Regions from separate parts of the Zea mays genome. Here region 2 is linked to region 1. A link is a contact called in public Hi-C data. All regions are on one chromosome and are shown on one strand. Each heading gives the region's core, a stretch centred on a gene start, on an enhancer-like site or on the middle of the called end of the contact. The rest is flanking DNA. Distances are from core to core; before and after follow the strand shown. Region 1 holds the start of LOC103634814 (protein SUPPRESSOR OF K(+) TRANSPORT GROWTH DEFECT 1). Region 2 holds the start of LOC111589993.

What was found. A called contact is a pair of places that touch in the nucleus more often than the background predicts.
Region 2: a contact with region 1 is called in a Hi-C map of ear, with 2.6 times the contacts expected there. The contact joins the promoter of LOC111589993 here to the promoter of LOC103634814 in region 1. A contact is called at or near these places in 2 of 25 Hi-C or Micro-C datasets (ear and tassel).

What each region holds. Positions count from the first base shown.
Region 1 is chr8:14,007,183-14,011,592 of Zm-B73-REFERENCE-NAM-5.0, reverse strand. It overlaps LOC103634814 (protein SUPPRESSOR OF K(+) TRANSPORT GROWTH DEFECT 1), which reads left to right and starts at 3,041. Exons shown (of 8, transcript XM_008657403.3): 1 at 3,041-3,790. The coding sequence starts at 3,052.
Region 2 is chr8:14,310,855-14,315,229 of Zm-B73-REFERENCE-NAM-5.0, reverse strand. It overlaps LOC111589993, which reads left to right and starts at 1,778. Exons shown (of 2, transcript XM_023300936.2): 1 at 1,778-2,080; 2 at 2,166-2,563. The coding sequence starts at 1,952. The coding sequence ends at 2,462. LOC103634819 (a long non-coding RNA gene) reads right to left here and starts at 691. Exons shown (of 2, transcript XR_004851889.1): 1 at 1-691.

The DNA of each region.
Region 1 (4,410 bases), core at 1,792-4,291:
TTGCTCGAGTTGTGGGTCGTAACCCCCCGCCGGAGCGGGGACCACAGCTAGCTCCCGTGGGATGTCGGCGCGAGGCACCGGCCTAGGGAGATCACCATCCTCCGGCATGCCAAGATGGTTGCCTTCGGTGGGATCCCCTAGCTCGGTGTGGAAACATTCGCGGCTTGGGCCGCAGCTCTCGTCACCGAGGCTGCGGCTTCCGTCGGAACGGTCGGATAGACAGTAGTCACATGCGGTCATGAAGTCCCGCATGGCACTGGGGTTGCCATGTCCGGAGAAATCCCAACCGATGCTGGGATCGTCATCTTCCTCGGACCCGGAGGGCCCGCAGGTCGAGACGTCCGTCAGTCGGTCCCAAGGCGACCGCATACAGAACCTCAGTGGGGTTGCACTCGCCTCAATGAGAGCGCCCGCCAAAACGAGGTCGTTTGGCGGGTTGAGGCCGAGTCGAAATGACGCAAGATGAGAGTTAGTCGTTACCTTTTGGTCGACGTGGAGCGACGTAGTCACATCGGGGACTGGTTGCGCCGTCATCTCTGGTTCGAGGGCGACGTCCTGCAGGCTTTCTGCGAGCGCGCCGGCGTCGTCTTCTTGCTCGGGGTCAGCGTGCCGCGGGGGGGCGGCGCTTGCCTCCGTCTCGAACGCGAGGTCGACGTCCGGCGTGCCTTCCGTCGGGGCGTCGGGGGCGTCGATTCGCTCGACGGCCGGCGAAGCGTGGCCTCCCGTCTGGCCTTGACGGCCCCGCCTCCTCCTCCGTTGGCGGGGGAGAGAACGGAGCGAGCCCGAATGTTGCTCTTCCACCACGCGGGGTAGACGTCGTCGATTCCGCCGCCGGCGGGCGGGTTGTCGGCCGCCATTGTCGTAGTCGCGCGGCGGTGGAAGAAGTGTCATGTCGTAGCTGCCGTCGAAGGACATGAACTCAAGAGCCCCGAAACGAAGCACCGTCCCGGGCCGGAGAGGTTGCTGGAGACTGCCCATCTGGAGCTTGACGGGGAGCTGTTCGTCAGCACGCAGCATGCCCCTACCTGGCGCGCCAACTGTCGGCGTTTCGAGACAGGGGGGTCCCTAAGCCGACGAGTGAGTGTGCTGCGTGCCCCAGCCCAGATGGGTCGAGCGCGTGGGCGAGCGCGAAGGGGGGAGAGGCGAGGCGGCCGGAGCCGAGCGTGAGAGAGGTGGAAGTCCCGCGGCCTTCGTGTTCGTCCCGCGCCCAGGTCAGGTGCGCTTGCAGTAGGGGGGTTACAAGCGTCCACGCGGGTGAGGGAAGCGAGCGGCCCCAAGAGAGCGCCTGTCCCGTCCTCGGTCCCGCGCGGCCAACCTCCTCTGAGAAGGCCCTGGTCCTTCCTTTTATAGTCGTAAGGAGAGGATCCAGGTGTACAATGGGATGTAGCAGAGTGCTACGTGTCTAGCGGAGGGAGAGCTAGCGCCCTAGGTACATGCCAATGTGGCAGCCGGAGAGATCTGGGCACCCTGCTGGCGTGATGTCGTGGCTGTTGGAGGTGCGGCGGAGCCTGATGGAGGGACAGCTGTTGGAGCGGTCGAGTCCCTGCTGACGTTGTCCTGCTTCCGTAAGAGAGCTAGGGGCCGCCGTCGTCATAGAGCTTGTGGAGCGCCATCATTGCCTCTCTGGCGGAGCTGGCCGGATGAGACGCCGGTCTTGTTCTCCGTGACCCGAGTCGATTCGGGGTGGGATGATGATGGCGCCTCCTGTTGACGTGGCGGTCTGTGCCCTAGGCAGGGCGACGTGGGGTTTCCTCCGAAGCCGAGGTTGAGTCTGCCTTCTGTTGCCGTGGCCGAGCCCGAGCCAAGGGGTCGGTCGAGGCGGAAGTCGTTCGGCCGAGGCCAGGGCGGAGTCCGAGCCCTGGGGTCGGGCGAGGCGGAGTTTCGTCGTCTTCCGGGTCTTAGCCCGAGTCCGAGCCCTGGGGTCGGGCGGAGCGGAGTTCGCCGTCTTCCGGGTCTTAGCCCGAGTCCGAGCCCTGGGGTCGGGCGGAGCGGAGTTCGCCGTCTTCCGGGTCTTAGCCCGAGTCCGAGCCCTGGGGTCGGGCGGAGCGGAGTTCGCCGTCTTCCGGGTCTTAGCCCGAGTCCGAGCCCTGGGGTCGGGCGGAGCGGAGTTTGCCGTGGCGCCTTTGTCGAGGCCTGACTGCCTGTCAGACTTACTCTGTCGAGTGGCGCTGCAGTCGGAGTGGCGCAGGCGGCGCTGTCCTTCTGTCAGACTGGCCAGTGGAGCGGTGGAGTGACGGCGGTCACCTCGGCTCTGCTGGAGGCGCGTGTCAGGATAGAGGTGTCAGGCCTCCTGTGCGTTAAATGCCCCTGCAATTTGGTCAGTCGGTGTGGTGATTTAGTCAAGGTTGCTTCTGAGCGAAGCCAAGGCCTTGGGCGAGCCGGTGATGTGTCCGCCATAAAAAGGGGGCCTCGGGCGAGACGGAAGTCTCTCGAGGTCGGCTGCCTTCGGCCGAGGCTAGGCTCGGGTGAAGCGTGATCGAGTCACTCGTGTGGACTGATCCCTGACTTAATCATGCCCATCAGGCCTTTGCAGCTTTATGCTGATGGGGGTTACCAGCTGAGAATTAGGCGTCTTGAGGGTACCCCTAATTATGGTCCCCGACAAATCTATTCTGATTCTTAGGGGAATTATAGGTTTACGGTTTCTAATTCTCAAGTAAATCTGAGAAATATTTCTTGTTCATTCAAAATCCTAGTCTTTGAAGAACGTGATTCTTAAGTTTCTCTGTAAGACGTAGTTTTGGGTTGTTTGGAGATTCCGATGTACCTAGAGAAAAGTAGTTTGAGAAATTATCTACTAAACCCACTTATAGTTAGATCTAGCAATAAAAAAGACATTTCTACCGCAAAGAGTCTGACTAGTTCGTCTATGTAAACGTTAAGCAACTAAATCCTTGCTAAATGGGCCTGGATCATGAAAAACCACGAGTTGGTTTGAGATTGCCTGGCAATTCTAAGATACATCTCTAATATTCTTTATACGGTTTAATGAAACAAAATTATACGTTAAGCCTATAGCATCACCATCATACAGTAAAGATAGGCAAATGAATGCCACCTATTCTTTTTTCTCCGCAGCCAAAACACGCTTCTCCCTTCCCATCTTTTCCTTTCCTCTCCCTCGTCTCGTCTCGTCTTCGTTCCCCTTTCCTCCTGCGCACCCCGTCTTCTCCTCACCGCGTCAAACCCCAGCACAAATCAACCGCCCGCCGCCTCCGCTCCCCTCCCGTCCCGAATCAGCCGCTGCGGTGCCCAATCCGGCCGATCCCCCCTCCTATCCGCCGCAGAGGCGGCGCCTCTGGGCCTACCCCGATGTATAGCAACTTCAAGGAGCAGGCGATCGAGTACGTCAAGCAGGCGGTCCAGGAGGACAATGCCGGCAACTACGTCAAGGCGTTCCCTCTCTACATGAACGCGCTCGAGTACTTCAAGACCCATCTCAAGTACGAGAAGAACCCCAAGATCAAGGAGGCCATCACCGCCAAGTTCACCGAGTACCTCCGCCGCGCCGAGGAGATCCGGGCCGTCCTCGACGAGGGCGGCGCGGGGCCGGGGGCCAACGGAGGTGACGCAGCCGTCGCCACGCGCCCCAAGACCAAGGGCAAGGACGGCGACGGGGGCAACGGAGGGGATGACTCCGAGCAGTCCAAGCTCAGGGCGGGGCTCAACTCTGCCATCATCACCGAGAAGCCCAACGTCAAGTGGAACGACGTTGCTGGCCTCGAGAGCGCCAAGCAAGCTCTGCAGGAGGCCGTCATATTGCCGGTCAAGTTCCCACAGTTCTTCACGGGTGAGCTACGGGTTATCCTTTTTTTTTTCTTTTTATTCTTTGATCCTGATAAAAGTTTCGTGATTGTAATCGTTATGGTGCCTTGCTATGGGGTCGCAAAGGCTTTGCAGATCTTTATTATATTTGTTAAATTGGATGGGGGGTGAGCTAGGGTTGATACAACTATCCACTGTTAGGTAGCGAATAACGAAACATCTTTTGCTGTCGAAAGTGATTATCGAATATTTGATTGATTGATAACCGGCGCTATGATTTTTTTGTTTTCATTTTTACATGATGATTTATGTTGTTGGGCGAGACCATTTCTAGAGGCCATATGTTTGACTACTTAGGTTATTTTTCGGTTGGTAAACCTTTCAAGAGCATTGCTAACTGTTAAATTACCTACACAGAATATCGATATCAACTGGGATTAAAACAACAACCCCTTTTCATGTTAAAAAGTGTGAACTGAAAGATGGTTCAATTCAAAATTCAAAAGGATCAAACATGCTATTTTAAGAATATATGCACAATTGCATTCATATGATTATTCTGCTAGTTTTGTACCAAAGATTATGACTGGCTACTTGATTCAAATCTAGAATTTATTGACCTGGTAAAAATTTATTTTCAATTTT
Region 2 (4,375 bases), core at 529-3,028, 300 kb before region 1:
ACACGTCTTCTGAAATGGTCGCCTAGATATTAAAATGTATGTTTTCTTCATTCATAACTTATCCATGCAAATGAAACTAGCATAGGCAGGACCAGCGCTGAAGGTTTTGGAGGACCAGTGCTGAAGGTTTTGGCCTTCAAACCCGCAACCTGGTGATAGTGAAACTAGAACAGAAGTTCATTTGTTTTATTCAGGTTACCAAACCTTTATAGTACAACAAACTCGCACCCTGAAGAACAGTTACCACGTTACTGAACAGTTCGGCTGAATTAACCCCTCATATATACCCTACAGCCTCAATTCCTAAGAAAATTCAAGAAAAGTTAAACATGGGTGTGCAATAGGAGAGTTAAGCACCGAGCACCTGAACGGTTGGGCCAAGACGCAGCGTGACGACGACCGGAGGGAGGGAGGGGGAGCGCCGGTGTTGTGGTCGGCGAAGAAGCTGAGGAGGTGAGGCGCCCTGTGGAGGACATGGAAGCGGCGGACGAAGGTAGGGTTGGAGAGGAGGAGGCGTCAGCGCTTGCAGACGAGGGAGGCGTGGGACGACGGGAGCCACCACGGCGAAGGGGTGACGGGGAGGAGGAGGCGGCGTGTGCGAGCGCGGAGAGTGGCGGATGCAGGCGTGGCGGCGAGGGAGACCGCGAGGAGAAGAATTTTGGGAGGGGGAAGAAGCACCTGGAAGTCTCCAGCAGTGCGGAGAACTCGGCAAGATCACCGTTGATCTGTAATCGAACGTCACATGATTTCTTGATGACGTGGATAGCTTTATTGAAGCCGTTTTGAAGCTGCTTTAATATATAGGAAATTGCTACTGCTGCTAGCTGTTCCTCTCGTCCCGCGTCGTCCCCACATGGTTAACCAAAATCGTTTTAATTTAATTTAAATTTCCCGCTATAAAACTGAAAATAGGAAACCAAACGGTCTTCAAGGGATTTCTCAAATTTCTCCACCGGTTTGCAAGTTTAAATTTAAAAACAGATTTTCGTGAATGCGATCGAGGAAAAACCATGTTTCTGAGTTGAAACCGTGTTTTTCGACAGATTTTCTATGTTTCTCGGTAAATTTTGTTTTTTTATTTCGTTTTTTTCCCGAGAAAATCCTATGTGCATGTTTCTAGTTTAAAAACCCGGTTTTCTCGATAAAAAAGTGTGTTTTCTCAATGAAATTTATTATTTTTACTAGAAAATACTTATTATTTTTTAACAAAAACAAAAAAATGTGATATATCGGATTACTCAAAAAACATGTAATTATCATATTTTTTTCTCGATTTTTATATATTTTAAAAATATTTAGAATTTTGTACGAATTTAGAAAACGATCGGGAAACCCCAAGAACGAGAAACTGGCCTGGAGATGCCTCGATGTCGGTAGCATCCAAAGGAAACCATGCAGTCAAGAGACTGCCAGGAGCCCCCCAACTTTTTTGCAAATTGGCCCTTTTCGGGTTTTTTTTGCACAATTATGCCCCCTCGCAGTTTCATTTCAAAAAATGGACTCTTGGCTCGGCGCCGTCATCATTGGCGCCGAGCTTCTGTGTGCCGGCGCCAATAATATTGGCGCTCATACGTCAGACGGTGGTGTGACCTGGGATCTACGTGGCATGTACCTCGGCGCCATAGATCTTGGCGCCGAGGTAGGCGCCCGGTCAACGACGCCTACCTCGGCGCCAAGATCTATGGCGCCGAGGTACATGCCTATAAATAGTACCCTACGTCTGGCTTGTTGCTGTGCTCATTCCAATTCTTCAAAACTAGAGATATCGCCTGATTTATATGATGTCTAGGCGTGGTAAATATGCTAAACCAAGGTAAGTTTTGGATCCGCCTCTTATTTTGTGAGTCTATTATATTTGTGATTGTTATAGAGTTTATGGAAATTTAGGAAGAGTCCTTTGACCGGAACTGCCTTCGACCCGCTGTCTTTGCCAAGTGGTGTTCCAGTGCCTATGTGTTTTTGTGGTGATCCTTGTAAGGTCGATAAGTCTGAGGATCATGACACCTATCGACAGAGGTATTGGATGTGTGCTAACTTTGCATTTGAGCCAACTATTGTTCAACGTCGGATGAATTTAATGGTGAGAATAGTCTTGTAATATGTTTACAATTTGTGAATGTTTTTGTAAAATTTTTTTTGCGTACTAATAATTGCATATTTTGTAGACTCCTCCACCGCTATGTGATTTTGAGCAGTGGATTGACACAGAAATATCAGAGAAAGACAAGAAGTGGTTGGAGAATCTTAAAAAGTGGGATGCAGAGGACAAAGAGAGGATGGAAAAAAGACGAGAGGAGCTTGCTGCGGAGCAACAACGTGAAGACGAAGGGAAAACGAGGTGTATTGCTGAATGCAGGGAAGAGAAGGAGAAAAAGCTTGAGCGCGCACGTCGTGCAAAGGAAGCAATGGAGGAGAACCCTGATGCATTTCGCAAAGGCAAATGGCCCCGTTGCACTCAGTAGTCTTGGTGTTTTATTTGAAGTTATGTAATAATGAACTTATTATTCGGTATTATGTATTGTCGAACAATGATATTTCGTAATGAATTACCTTCAAATTGATGAAAAAGTACATAAATACACAATTGATGAAAACTAGATTTAAAGCAATTCTTGAAGGCGACTTCAAGCAATTGAAAAAGATAATCAACACGCTGAAAGAAATTATTACAGAAGAGTTTTCTAGTAGTGCTCCCACATTCCAAATTGAGTTGACCCTTCTCCATAGTATCCTCCCATTGTTGGTGTCTGCTGTGGGTGCGGTGGAGACGATGGAGGACCAACATTCTTGTTGTGACAAGGGCAGCAACAATATGGATCTGGGCATACTTGCACCTGTGAAGCACCAACATTGTTGTTGTCTCTTTCTTCCTCGTCATTTTTGTTGCTTACTTCCCTCTCTAGATCAAATATCCTATTCTGTAGGTAGGATATGTATTCCGCATGAGGAAAAATCGGATGAGGATCTACCCAACGAGTGAACCCACAATTCTCCTTGACCAATGAATGCTGCATAAATGTTTATAGTTAGTTTCACTGAATAACAAAAGTATTTAGAACAAAGGAGTAGAAATTAATTTGTACATATGCATAAGGACATCTGAAGAAACGCCGGCCTCCATCAATTCCACCCTCAACGAACATCTGCACCAAGCAATCCTCACCATGCATGCACTTCGGCCAATCTTCTCTCCTATTATCGTAGGACCTAAGTCTAACCTCTTTGTTGAAATCTTTTTTACTTTGAACTGGAAAGTTAAAAACCGCCTCTTCAAAAAAATCTGGACCAAGAGGACCATCAAAACACAGTGGAGTTAACTTCCCTCCATCTTTTCGTCTCTCATTTACCGCACCCTTGCCCCTAGAAGACCCTGAAGCCATTGTATTGCACAATGAAGCAAATGTACAAAGGATCGTGTATATATAGGCTAAAGGATAGATAGTGTAATGGATTATAAACATCAGATATGTACAAAGACTCTGAAAAGGCTATGTTCTGCTACTGAAAAGGCTACATGTCCTACGATAATGTAGGATATTGTTGATTCTGAAAAGGCTATATATACAATCCTGAAAAGGCTATATATACATTCCTGAAAAGGCTATTTATACACTCTGAAAAGGCTATATATACACTCCTGAAAAGTCTAGATGCTAGTCCAAAAATTAATGCTTCTTAAAAGGCTATGTAATAGTTATGTAAAGGCTACATGACATAACCAACGATTTCACAAAATTTCGGCAGAGTTTTTTCTGTTTTTTGTCAATCCAACATATACACATAGATAAGCATAACATACAAGTGCATACAATTCTAAAAAATTCCAAGCAAGCTCATAAAAGTCTAAACAAGTGCATTACAAGTCCATAGAATTCATACAAGTCCATTAAAATGTCATACAAGCCCGTAGAGGCCAAATGAGTCCATTACAAGTCTATATAATTCATACGTTACAGTCCATAGAGTCCAAAGCAATTCAACGTCTCCTAGTCTTACCCTTGCCTAAAGCGTCGGTGCCTGGAGTGTAACGTTGTGGAGAGCGGTGTTGCCTACGATCTTGTGGTTGTAATGGCTGTGTCGAAGGAGCCCCCTGAAGCTGTGAAGGTCCTATCTCGTCGTGATCGTAGTCGAAGCCAGCACCAAGACCTGTGGAGGGCGTTGCTGTGTCGGTACACGATGGTACATGGACGTCATGTGCAACAGTAGTCCTGCAGCCACAGCGAGCAGCAGCTCCACGTAGGCGCCTAGATAAACGCTGCATGCCAAAGACATATTAGTTTACAACATATTCATAACACGCTAAAGGCTATAAACGATGCATGTGGGCTTACCTGCAAGAAGCTGCGCATGCTGCTGTCGCCCACAGTCAAAAGTT